Regions from separate parts of the Ovis aries genome. Here region 2 is linked to region 1. A link is a contact called in public Hi-C data. All regions are on one chromosome and are shown on one strand. Each heading gives the region's core, a stretch centred on a gene start, on an enhancer-like site or on the middle of the called end of the contact. The rest is flanking DNA. Distances are from core to core; before and after follow the strand shown. Region 1 overlaps SCARB2 (scavenger receptor class B member 2). Region 2 holds the start of SCARB2 (scavenger receptor class B member 2).

The links. A called contact is a pair of places that touch in the nucleus more often than the background predicts.
Region 2: a contact with region 1 is called in a Hi-C map of hypothalamus, with 3 times the contacts expected there. The contact joins the promoter of SCARB2 here to the enhancer-like site in region 1. A contact is called at or near these places in 6 of 16 Hi-C or Micro-C datasets (blood, hypothalamus, omental adipose tissue and 1 more).

Annotation. Positions count from the first base shown.
Region 1 is chr6:91,819,943-91,826,610 of ARS-UI_Ramb_v3.0, forward strand. It overlaps SCARB2 (scavenger receptor class B member 2), which reads right to left. Exons shown (of 11, transcript XM_060417251.1): 3 at 4,840-4,987; 4 at 3,070-3,258. Among named protein-coding and RNA genes, the nearest start is that of NUP54, 38 kb to the left of the region's middle. Within about 2 kb of position 3,724, at least 12 of the 54 cell types and tissues checked have an H3K27ac peak or open chromatin away from gene starts, as enhancers often do. A contact at or near this core is called in hypothalamus, where this site is marked.
Region 2 is chr6:91,864,823-91,871,490 of ARS-UI_Ramb_v3.0, forward strand. It overlaps SCARB2 (scavenger receptor class B member 2), which reads right to left and starts at 3,664. Exons shown (of 11, transcript XM_060417251.1): 1 at 3,208-3,664. The coding sequence starts at 3,324.

The DNA of each region.
Region 1 (6,668 bases), core at 2,474-4,973:
AACTCTTTTATGCCGAGGAAAACAGAGGTACCTTAAAATCAACAGGTACAGATATCCTGACTGGCTTTCCAGTAGGCAACTAAGAGATACCCAGCCAGGCCTCTTGCTCTTGGGAGCTGTCTTGCTCTCACACTGTCTGTATCACCTCTTCCTACTCACTCTCACATTCTGTCCTGCCATTTAAAGATGAAACAACCAAATCATTTGATTGTTTCATCATTAAAGTCTTTAAGGAAAAAATGTTCGATGGCCTTAACTAAGGTTTTCTTCTTTAGTCACAAGGTGCAGTGAAGCTGGTGGAATGGTCTAGGGGATCAGAGGGATATGTGGTAGATACCACTGGGATTAAGGAAAGACTGGAGGCCAGGCTCAGACAGGTGCAGAGCAGTAGGTGCCAGCAAAGTACACAAGCCCACGGTCTGTCCCAGTCTTGCATGAATGGCAGCCCAAGTGTGGATCTCTGTACTGCTGGCGACAGAGTCAGTATTTGGCTAGAGCAGATAAAAAACTGAACAAAAAACACCTTTGCATTTTTAAAAACAACAGTAGAGAGAGTTTATTCGGCTCCAAAATGGAAACATATACCAGTCATTCATATTATTAGTAATTCAGGGTCTTCTTTTCTGAGTGAGTCACAGAAAAGAAAAAACCAGTTCCTGAAATGTGTGTTGCAATTTATAGTTTGCAAAGCACTCTTGTGGACTCTCATTTTGGCTATTTCAAACAAGCTTTGAAGTGTGGATACCTTTATTCTCAAGTTACAAATGATGAAACTGAGGGTCAGAAAAGTCCCTTGGTTATTAAATTAAACAGTCAGGAAGTGGATCCAGCCCCTCTTGAGTCAATGTCTCACGCTCTTTTCCTGAACGTGGGAAATCCATGCCAGGTACTAATCCAACTGAGCAATGCTATGGTTTTTCACTAATGAGGTTTTATAGAGTTACAGTGGAGGCAAAGAAAGAAGAAAAAATAAAGTAAACCAACACATTCTTCCTGTGGGAAAGCAAAACTACCAATTTCTTAAATCAGCCTGTAAATGTGAATTACATTTTTAAAAGGTATTTAAGGATATTAGTTATAAGTCTGAGGCATGCATGCATGCTAAGTTGCCTCTATCATGTCCACCTCTTTGTGACCCCATGGACTGTAGCCCACCAGGCTCCTCTGTCCATGGGATTCTCCAGGCAAGAATACTGGAGTGGGTTGCCATGGCCTCCTCCAGGGGATCTTCCTGACCCAGGGATCAAACCCACATCTCTTATGTCTCCTGTGTTGGCAGATGGGCTCTTTACTGCTAGCACCACCTGGGAAGCCCCGTAAGTCTGATGGGGTCAGTGTAAAAACAAAAAGCAAGCTATACAATGAAAATTATCAGAGAAATACTGAGGTATGAGGAATAGAATCTACTTGGCAGATGGGTGGTAGCCTTTGTATCTCTCTGTAGGGAGTTTCCCTGCAATTATTTCTAGACAGGAGTTTAGTCACAACAAGAAATCAGTGCTTCCTCTGGTCCCATGGAAGCTGGGTTCCTGTCAGATGGAACCTTCCAGGGAACATCGATTGGGTCTGCTTGCCCAGAGTGAAGGATTTAGGGTTGGTAGGACCCTAGTCCTAGGACCCTCCTCCTCTTGTGAAGGTAATATCTAAAAGTTGTTAACCATTTTGTTAACCATAGTTTTTAAGTGTTATATATCCCTGACAGTACAGGGGCTGTGTTACCACCATTTACCAACTGAAATGCTAAGAGATTACAGGATGAGGTGATATTCTTCAGTAGTTAGAGCCAGAGAATAACCACAAATTTAAAGATGGGGAAATTAATCACAATTACATATCCTGCCCTGAACTTACCCTCTCTTCCTGAGTTTAAGTTTGTCATTTATCAACCTTTCAACTATCCATTTTACTCAAGTTTTTTTTGGGGGGGGGGTGGCGGGCAGGGGGATACAGACTTTAATTGCTTTTAGGTGGCACTAGCAGTAAAGAACCCACTTTCCAATGCAGATGTGAGACATACAGGTTCGATCCCTGGGTGGGGAAGATCCCCAGGAGAAGAGAACAGCAACCCACTCCAATATTCTTGCCTGGAGAATCCCACGGACAGCCCTCCCTGGAGGGCTACAGTCCATGGGGTTGCCATGAGCTGGACAGGACTGAGCAACTAACACTTTCACTTTCACTTTTTGTTTATTTCAAGCTCAAGCAGTTAATAACATATACTTCAAATAATAATTACTTGAATGCTGATAGTTTTGGTTTGCTCAGTTATGTCCGTCTCTTTGCAATGCCATGGACTACACAGTCCATGGGATTCTCCAGGCCAGAATACCGTTGTGGGTAGCCTTTCCCTTCTCCAGGGGATCTTCCCAACCCAGGGACTGAACCCACTGCAGGCAGATTCTTTACCAGCTGAGCCACCAAGGAAGCCCAAGAATACTGAAGTGTGTAGCCTGTCCCTCCTCCAGTGGGTCTTCCCGACCCAGGAATCAAACCAGGGCCTCCTGCCTTGGAGGTGGATTCTTTACCAGCTGAGCTACCAGGGAAGCCCATTTTGGGGGTTGCAAATCAAAGTAAATAAAATCTGCAAAGAAATGATGCAAAATTTCACTTATAAGCTAAATAAATCATAGGTGAAGGGCACATGGAGTTTCAAATTATCCAACATCTTTCACAAATGAGATGTCTGAAAATATAATAAGTACTTCCCATCCCTAACGTACTATCACATCCCTATTTAGTTTCTCATTTGCCTTTGTCAGGCTGATCCATGGGTTTAGTCACTAAGCCATCGAAACTTGACATTGATCACTCATATTTATGACACTTTGAAAGATTAATGGCACAGCCCCACTTCATACATTTTTTTCACACTCATTCAAAGTCAGTGCTGGTAGCATGTTGAAATTGTAGAAGTTTTTCTTCCCCTACTAAAGTACTTTCTTATTTTTCACATACTCTACAAGAGATCAAGAGTGCCAAGTAATTCACCCAAAGTGAAGATATAATCTGGCTTGCAATGCCCTCCTCTTCAGCTGAACACACAGTTTCTGAAAAGAAAAATCGACTTACCCCATAAAACAGGCCAAAATAGGGAGAGACGTCGTGTTTGAAAACGCTGATGAGGGATAAGATTTCATCTTTGTAACCCCAGAGCAGTTCATCCACCGTGTGGGTCACAAAGAGCTTCTGCCGATAGGCCTTCAGCAGGGCCTCGATGAACTCCCGGAGTAAGGGCAGCTGGCTCCATTCCATGGCGGTCTGAGGAGCACAGGCAAATTCAGACAGCTGTGTCTGCACCCCAACCACCTACCGTCCCTTCAGCAAAGGGGGCTGCAGATCTAAATGTAAGTATTGCGATCAAACAGCTGAAAAATCAGCCAGTGAGCTCCTCTCTGGCTGAGCATGAAGGATAAATCTCTTCACTTATTGTCCTTTCTCAGTATTACATTTCGTAAATGAGATCCTCACTTGCAACCCAGGAACCACAGAAAGGGAACAACTCTTGCGGTGCATTGGCATCGTTGCCACAAGATGGCACTATCTTCCTCCTGATCAGGGCTGGAGGCTGGGGGCGCCCGCATATACTGCCCCATTAGGCAGCTGGGCTGGGCCTGATCCGGGGTCTAATACTTTCCAGGTCCAGGCGCATATGTGGTGGTCACCTAGGAGTTAAGATGGGAGCCTCCGAGGGAATGAGTAGAAGTTTCTTGGGTCTCATGTATTTCTATTAACGATAATTGCCCTTAAAAACAGAGCCCAATACTAGGTTGTCTTCAACAGCCTAGTCTCTGCTATTTAAAAGGAGATGGGGGAAAGTCAATACATATTTTAAGGATTAAAAAAATCCATCATAGGAAGCGAAATATGTACACACTACTATATTTAAAATGGATAACCAACAAGGACCTACTGGAACTCTACTCAGTGTTATATTGTGCCAGCCTGGATGGGAGGGGAGTTTGGAGGAGAATGGATACATGTCTGTATATGGCTGAGACCCTTCACCGTTCACCTAAAACTATCACAACACTATGAACCAGATACACCTCAATACAAAATAAGAAGCTAAAAAGAAAAAAAAGTAGCAAGCAAATTCTATTGCTAGAGTTTCTGAACAAAAACAAGAGGGAAAATAAACACTTTAAATATGATCAGCTACCCTCCAAAATCCTAGAGACATGCTTATTTGCACAAGTCTGATCCTGAACACACAGGAAGAAACTGAAAAAAAAAATCTTAAAATTTGCACTTTGTCACCATTTGAAGAGACCACATTTGAAAAACCTCAAAAAGTCTAAAATGAACTTTAAAGAATGGAAGGGGAGAGATATAGATATATATACACATACACATATTAAAAAATTAAAATATGTACATATTAAAAATATATATATACACCTAAATATATAACTTAATAGCTCCTAAAAGCCCCAAGGAGATCCAACCAGTCCATCCTAAAGGAGATCAGTCCTGGGTGTTCACTGGAAGGACTGATGCTAAAGCTGAAACTCCAATACTTTGGCCACCTCATGCGAAGAGTTGACTCATTGGAAAAGACCCTGATGCTGGGAGGGATTGGGGGCAGGAGGAGAAGGGGACGACAGAGGATGATATGGCTGGATGGCATCACCGACTCGATGGACATGAGTTTGGGTAAACTCCGGGAGTTGGTGATGGACAGGGAGGCCTGGAATGCTGCAATTCATGGGGTCGCAAAGAGTCGGACATGACTGAGCGACTGAACTGGACGGAACTGAAAAGTAAAACTGTAATGGACTTAGCTTAGCTTTTTCCTTTCTTCTAAAATCCACAATAATGAGATTTAAAATGCCTACTTACCAATGCAGGAATATTTATTGTTCTAATTAAGTCAATTTTCGGGTCTCCAACAGATTTGTCTCGTTCAAAAACATAGGCCTTGTTGCTCACAGCGGATATTGTTGTTCCATTATCTCCAAATTGAATTTCGTCTTTGTTTCTGAGTTCCCTAAAAGAAAGAAAAGGATCTTGTTGAAAATAGGCAACACTTTGTTAAGTAATACAATTTTCATTTCTTTCATCATTAAAGTTATTTTCAATATAACATTCTCAGTATACTGGGAGAAACAGCAGATACTGAACCCCCTAAACACTGGAGATTCCAGCTACAATGTGGGAAGGAAATAAGACCCCAGAGAGAGTAAAAAACCTGTTGCTTTCCTTCTTTTCACCCATAATTTGGAAAAGCAATATGGGGTTACTTTGACTAGGCAATCAAAGCCAATAACTCTCTCTGAGGTTATAGTTTGGTTCCAAAACATTTTCAGATTTTTCAGTTTATAGATTCAATTTCCATTTCAATATGTCTACCAGTGTCTTTTCATTTCTAAGTTGAATTCAATTGAAAATTAATTTAACAAAATGAATGTCCAAGGCTTAGTCAATTAGAGGAGTTCACTCATGGTTTTGATATCCAGTTCAGCCTGGTTCAGGAGAGTGCCCCCAGATGAGGTATTGGCAAAGTTGGTAGGAAGTGCCTATTGCCAGGCCTGGGATTAGGGTGAGGGAAATGATGCACCTGTCTTGGGTACAAAATGTAAGAGGAGCCCAAACACTCTGTAATTAAAATAAATAATATTTTAATGCAATTTTAAAAATCAAAATTAATGCCAAAAATTCATGATGAACAAAATATCAGAATTTTACATAAAAACAGGACCAATGTTTTGTTCATTAAATGCCTCATGCCAGTTGTGAATCTGCCTGGTCCACAGTAGATGGTCATTAAATTCCCATGTCTTTCCTTCTCTCCCATGACTGCATACTGTTCTTCCTGTTCCATCTAGGGCTGTGCTGTCTTACCTGGTAGGCCTGTGTCTGCTGAATGTTTGAACTGGGGCTAATTGGAACTGAAATGTGTTATAAGGGTGAGATACACACCAGATTTCAAAAACAGTACCAAAAAAAAAAAAAAAACCAATGTAAAATATCCAATGTTTTAATATCGATTACATGTTTAAAAGATACTATTTTATTCTGTTTATTTTTAAATTGAAGTATAGTTGCTGTGCAATATAAGTTACAGGTTTACAATATAGTGATTCACAATTTTAAAAATTAATTTATAGTCACTATAAAGTATTGGCTACATTCCCTGTGTTGTGCAATATAACCCTGTAGCTTATTTTATACCTAATAGTGTATACCTGTTACTCCCCTACCCTTAGACTGGCCCTTGTTCCCTCCCCACTGGTAACCACTAGTTTGTTCTCTATATCTGTGAGCCTACTTCTTTTTTGTTATATATTCACTAATTTGCTATATTTTTCAGATTCCACATAGAAATGATATCATACAGTAATTTACCTTGCTATGACTTATTTCACTTAGCATAATGCCCTTTAAGTACATCTAAGTTATTGCAAATGACAAAATTTTACTCAATTGTATATGTGTATGTTTGTGTGTGTGTATACATACCACATCTTTATCCATTCAGAAATGATACTATTTTAGAATGAGTAAAATAAACATATATTATTTAAATTAATTGCATGTTTCTTTTTACTTTCTTGAATGTGGTTACTAGAAAAATCTGAAATGCATAGGTGATTCACATCTATTTCCATTGAACAGAGCTAATTTAGAGTTTATAATTCTGACACAGGCATTGGGCAACGGGGTTACTC
Region 2 (6,668 bases), core at 2,414-4,913, 45 kb after region 1:
AAACAATCAGACACGACTGAGTGACCAAATAACAACAACAAAGACAGTTACAGGGCTTTCTCAATGTAAGGCAGACTATAACAAGCCCAGAATGGAACCAGACTGTCCTGGTTCCTTCCACTCTACTCAACAGCCGAGATCAAAATCTCCCTTCAGTCATCTCTGGCTGTTGTGGGCCCCAAAGACAATTATCAAATGAGACAGAGTCTTCTAATAGGAATTATGTTACTAAGCTTCTCACAATTAACCCAACCTACTCATTTGATTTTCATCCTTTTTCTCTCTCCTCTTTTTGATGTAGACAAAGCAGGAAGTGGACAATCTTCAAAGGAAAAAAAAATTAAGAACAAGAAATATCAGATTGTATTACAAGTATATTAAAGTAAGCTATGAATGAATTTTCCATAACAACGTTAACGGAAATGATGATGGAAGCTGTCATTGGGCACCTGTTCCAAGCCTGACACCTGCTTAGTGCTTTACACAGATGACCTCACTAAGCTTCACAACAGCACATACACAGGCATATCCTAGGTCTGTGTGAAGCTCATACAGTGTATGGAGGCTGTCCCTAAGAAAAGAAAACATTGCATACAGAATTAGGTAGAGGGCCTTGGAAGGGCCCGTGCAAGTGAGGGACCCAAAGTGTAAGCTTTGTGAGTTTCATGGTAAATGCACCCCCAAGATGGCTAACATTCTCATTTCTCTCAGGAATGAAACAGGTTCAGAGAAGTTATGTAACTTTCCCAAAGGCAAACAGCCTAGAAATGTCAGGGCTAGGATTTGAACATAGGGTATCTAACCTCCAATCTCATGTATTTTTTATTTGCTTCTAGCAAAAATAAAACTGCTATCATTTACAAATAACTATCGTGGTGGTGGTGGTTAGACGCCCCATGAACTGGAGCCCTCCAGGCTCCTGTGTCCATGGGATTTCCTAGGCAAGAATACTGGAGTGGGTTGCCATTCCTTTCTCCAGGGGATCTTGCCACCCAGGGATTGAACCCATGTCTCCTGCATTGCAGGTGGATTCTTTACTGCTGAGTCACCAGGGAAGCCCTACAAATAACTATACATACTACTGTATCCCATGAAAAGTACACCCATTTTCTCTAGTAATTCTTATAATTCTTCTATTTACATGAATAGTTGTTATCCTCATTTACAGATGGAAAAGCCTAGAATTAAGAAAGGTTAAGTACTAGCCTAAGGTTACCCAGCTAGTACACAGTGGAGCCGGATTCCTGCCTGCGAATTAACCTGCGAAGTCCTTACTCTTTCCGCCATCTCATGCTACCCCCCTACAGGCGACCCAGGAAAGCGGAGTGGTAGTGATGGTAACGCGTGACCTCTGGTTGTCTTACCATATTTCCACACCTGTCCACACCTAGCCCTGTCATTAGTTTCAAACAGCACATGGTGCAGTGTTCCTTAACAGAGTGAGCCAGTTCTGAAAGTTCACTTCTCCTGTACTTTCATTTACAGTCAGATCAGAGTCCATTCTTCATGGAGAAAACCACCTTTAAAAGCCAATCACCAAATATCAGTGCAAACTTAAGCCGCAGCCCAGCTGCCTTACAACTGCCCTCCACCCCCACCACCTCCCTACCCAGTGCCCATGAATGTAGACCCACAGAGCATCCGAAGGCTGACAATGCCTGAGGCACAGGGTGGGGAGGTCACCCATCTCACAGACCTCTCCTGAAACAGCCTTTCAAAGCCACACAAGAAAATCCAATTGACTATCATTGGATTGCTTAACTCTAGACATCCAAGCAAGAGGTTACATCCTCAAAGAGGTTACATCCTTAAACTACCTTGCCAAGGACAGGTGGACAAGGGTGGAGAGATTCAATTTAGTTTTTTCTTTGAACACGCTTTGAACAATAGCCTTTGAGAAGCTCAGACAGTGGGTTCTGTCACCCCTTGACAATGTGAACTTTTAAAAAATTAAACTATGTTTTGCCAGGGCATTTTTTTTTAAGTGGCTTCAGATTTCAAGTAATTGATGACTTTTAGAAACCTCTATTTAAGAAATAGGTCTGTTGCCACCTGGAATGAAACAATTTTGCTAACTGGGAGCGCAGTGACCAATTCTGGAGGAGGCCCCAGCTTTTATTATCTAGCCAACAGCAAGTGTAAACGAGTGGAAGAAATCAGGCAGTGATGGGTGCTAACAAGAAAGGCTTCTCCAATAACTTTTTAAAAAGGAAAAAGTGACCCCAATAACTCTCTCTGGTTCCTCTTTCCACACAGATTGGTGGATGTGGGTGAAAGGGCAAGAGAAATGACCACTGGTGAAATCATAGGATGGAGAGGTCTGAAGTGACCAGCTCTCCAGCCCACTCATCTGAGAGGAAGAGATGGGCTCAGATTAAGAATTTAAATGGAGCTTTGCCTAAGCTTAGGGTTGTTTGCGGAGAAGGCGATGGCACCCCACTCCAGTCCTCTTGCGACTTAGCAGCAGCAGCAGGGTTGTTTGAGAAGAGCAAGAAATCCATGTTGAGACAAAGCAGCACAGACTGCTGGTACAAGACACCAAGCTGCTAAGTCAGCTAGTCAGCACAGGCTCTGATGAACTGAAATGTCACCCAGCCCGCAGGCCTGGCCTGGCTACCAAGTGCGGGGCTCAGCCCAGGAAGGCAAGAACACAACAGACGAGGCACCAGCCTCTCATCCCCATCTCACACCACTTCAAAGGCCAGGGCAAGCAGCCAACACACCTGCGGGGTGGCGGTGTCTTTCATTTAGTTTTTCTTCATAAAGTGGGAGGGAAATGAGTTTGGGCCCAACAGAGATTGGGGCGCGGGGAGGGCCCAGAAAACAAATGACAATGTAAGTGAAAGCCTTCTTTCAAAATCTAGACCCACAGTCTTGTTTATTACTCTAAAAGGAACAGAATTATTCCTCTCCAGCCTTCCTTAACTCTTACCCACCCAGCCCAAGAAGACAAGGAAGAAAGGAGGGCCCTAGCCTCTGGACTAGGGTTATAGGGGGTGCAGATCCACCCTGCACAAGGTTCAGCAGTGGGAGGGTGGGCTGAAAGTGTCCACCCAACCCGGCTCACGCGCGCGCCCGTACACGTACACACACACACACACACACACACACACACACACACACAGCACACACACACACACACACACACAGCACACACACACACACACACACACACACACACACAGCACACAGCCCGCCACGCCTCACCTTCTCGATAGTCTGGTCCACGGCCTTCTGGAAGACTCGGGCCACCAGCAGCGTGATGCTAGTCACCAGCAACAGCAGGGACAGCGTCCCCACCGCGTAGAAGCAGCACCTGCCCATTCCGCGCACCGCTCCAAGGCCGGGAGGCCAGCGACCGGAGGAGAAGGAAGGAGGGAGAGACGGAGGGGCGCCGGCGGAGCGGCCGGAAAACCCGGGACCCTCGGGCGCCTGCGGCCCAGCAGAGGGGCCCGGCTCCCGGCTCCGCGACTGGGCGAGAGCGGCCCCGCTTGCACCCGGCCGGCCGGAGGGGAGAGGGAGTCTCGCTTTGGTTTCGCTTTCTCCGGCCTCGGTCGCCGCGGCGCCCGCCTGGCGCAGCTCGCGAGGCAGAGGGAGCGCGCAGCGCGGAGACGCTCGCCGGCCCGGCCCGCCGCAACCCCGGGAGGCGACAGGCGGCAGCTGCGCGGGGAAGCGGGCGGGGCGGAGGCTGAGCCCGCAGTCATGTGCCCCGCGGCAGCGGCCGCGATTCGGCCCGAGCGCCCCGCGGCCGGTCCCGGGGGCCGCCCAGCCCCGGCGGCTCCCTGACCCTCGCCCAGCGACGCCCCCGCCCTCTCGCCGCAGGCCCCGTGGTTACCGCGGGAAAATCGCCTGCTCTCCAGTCTCTACTCTCTCCCCAAGATACGAGCTGCGGGCTACCAAGCGCCGAGCGCCGGGGATTCAGGATGGATACACGCTGCCCCTGCTATCTACACGAGCTCACAAGATAGCGGGACACTGTTACAGCAATTAAAGCACAATGTAACTAGTGCTTTCAGAGGTGGATGAGGAGAGCTGTGTCAGCAAGCACCTCTACCCTGGTGATCTAGCACCCCACGACTGAACCGGTCAAGGGGGATGGGTAAGGGTTTGTCATGTGAAGGGTGTGTACAAAGGAGAGGGGAAGCTTTTGGAGAAGAAAAAGCTGTGTTAAGATATCGGGGGCGAGGGGCGGGGGGTGGAAAAAAAGAATTGTATTGATCAACCATGCTAGAGGTCTCTCCATTATTTCTATAGAAAAAATTGTTTGTATAGACATACTTATTCTATAGAATAATTAAGCTTTCATAATTAAGAATAAGCTTTTTAAAACTTAAAAAAAAAAAAAGGATATTGGGGTTGAAAAACCCGAGATTGCCGGAGTAAAGTCTTTTTTGACTCTAGGCTCTGGTGTGCAGTATGGGGTAGGGGTATGGAAGCCCCTTGGGGTCAGACTTTGAAGGACTCTTGTGTCCTGTAGGAGAGTTGGGACTTTATCCCTCCGCATTGGGGGCAGCAAGAAGCTTCAAGCAGGGGGCCCTCATGTTCTCATCTGCTTTGCTCACTAATGTGTTCTAGTCACCCCAGGTAAAGTCCTCACTCAGCAGAGACTCAATAAATATCAGTTGAGTGAACATCAACTATACTCCAGGCCTTGATTAGGTGCTCACACATCTATTTAATACTGGCAGCAGCCTGGTGGCTCTTTGTCCTGGTCCCCCGCCCAAAGTATCTGGAGGGGAGACTGCTCTAGAGATTAATGAGGGAACATGGTTGGGGAGCTAGACCTGGGGTGCAGGAAGGAGAGAGGGGAGGAAGGAAGGTTGAGTTGAAAGAAGCATCTTATGCTACAGTGAAGCTCTAAGAAAGTTCAGCAAGGCCTTGGGGGAGTCTTCAAGCCAAGCTACCCTGTCCCAGGAGCCCAGCGCCTCCCAGGAATAGGCTTCTCGTATTTAGTCATGGGCTGGGAGCAGCACTAGGAAACTGGCCTCTACACCATGCTGGGGATGAGAACTAGATGACAGATTTTAGGGCTCAGCAGCTGGGGCCATTGGTCATTTGTGCACGATCTGAGAAGTACATTTTCTTGGCCACGATGGTAGTTTTAATCCTCTTTTACACACAGGGAAACCACAAGGCTCTTAGGGGCGAGTAACCTAACAAGCTCAACCGGTTGCTGAGTGGTAGATCCTGCCTGTACCAGAATGCAGGCCTGGTGGCTTCCAAAGCCCTTCCCTTTTCTACCCTGTGCATTGCTGCCTCCCAGCTGCCATCAATGAGAATCTGGGACCTGGAGGTTCAGTTAGGAGACTTTGCTGACCACTTGGTGAGCTGCTATGATGCATTAAAAATGGTGGCAAAAACTTTGATACTCCTTCTATTGAGTATTGTTGCCTGGAGAATCCCATGGACAGAGGAGCCTAGGAGGCTACAATCCGTGAAGTTTCAAAGAGTCGCACATGACTGAGGCAACTTAGGGCAGCACACAGCACTATTGAGAGGAGCATCTACACGGTTTGCCTTGGACTTGGGCTGGATTTAGGGATGGAAAGCACTAAGTCACCATGTCCTAGAACTTCTGAAGATAGATCATAAACACTTGCAGTTTCTTCCTGGGCCTCTGAAAATAGTAGCTTTTGGTGCCCTGAGCCACCACTAAGCCCAGCTCCCCTGAGGCCTCCAAGCTGGAGTGAACAGGGAAAAGACCATTGGGTGATGCCCTGCCAGCCTCTTGCTGCCCCCAGTCTCCTGCTGCTGCTGCTGCTAAGTCGCTTCAGTTGTGTCCAACTCTGTGCGACCCCATAGACGGCAGCCCACCAGGCTCCCCCGTCCCTGGGATCCTCCAGGCAAGAACACTGGAGTGGGTTGCCATTTCCTTCTCCAGTGCATGAAAGCGAAAAGTGAAAGTGAAGTCGCTCAGTCGTGTCCCACTCCTAGCGACCCCATGGACTGCAGCCCACCAGGCTCCTCCACCCATGGGATTTTCCAGGCAAGAGTCCTGGAGTGGGGTGCCATCTCCTTCTCTGAGTCTCCTGCTACCCCCAGCCATTTGAGTCTTGGGCCCCAGACATATGGAGCAGAGTGGTCCCTGCCTTGTCCGGCCCTGCCTGAAATGCAAAATAAACCACTGTTGTTGTTTGAAGCCACTAGGTTTGGGCATGTTACTGGGTTTTAGATAACTGGAGCAGATTGTGAGGGCAGGTCTGAGCCTGGACTCTGGCAATGACAGTACCCCCCCACCCCCGCCCCCGTTCCCAGGTCTACCCATCTATAGCTACCAAAGGTCAGCAGCAGCTGCCCTAGAGAACCAGGCCTGGGTGGGGTCTGGAATGATTCAGCTCCTCCAAACCTCATGGCCAGAATGTCTGGGTGGTCCCCAGTCATTCTGACACCACCAGCAGCCTTTCCCTACCTCCAGTCCTGACATGCTAACAGCCTGTTCTTTCCTCATCTCTGCTTCGGATTCTAGCTATCTCCCTGGGCTCTGTCCTGTGCCCCAGTTTGCTTCAGGGGCTGTGCCAGCCTGGTAGCCCTCACTTATCCCTTTCCTCAGCAGCCTGAGCCTGTGTGTGTCCTCTCCTGCACTAACTAGAAAAAAGTTTCGGTAACCTGCTTGCTTGAGTATTTGGCACCCAGTGGTCCAAGTTCACGTTGAATCCCCCTCCTTCATC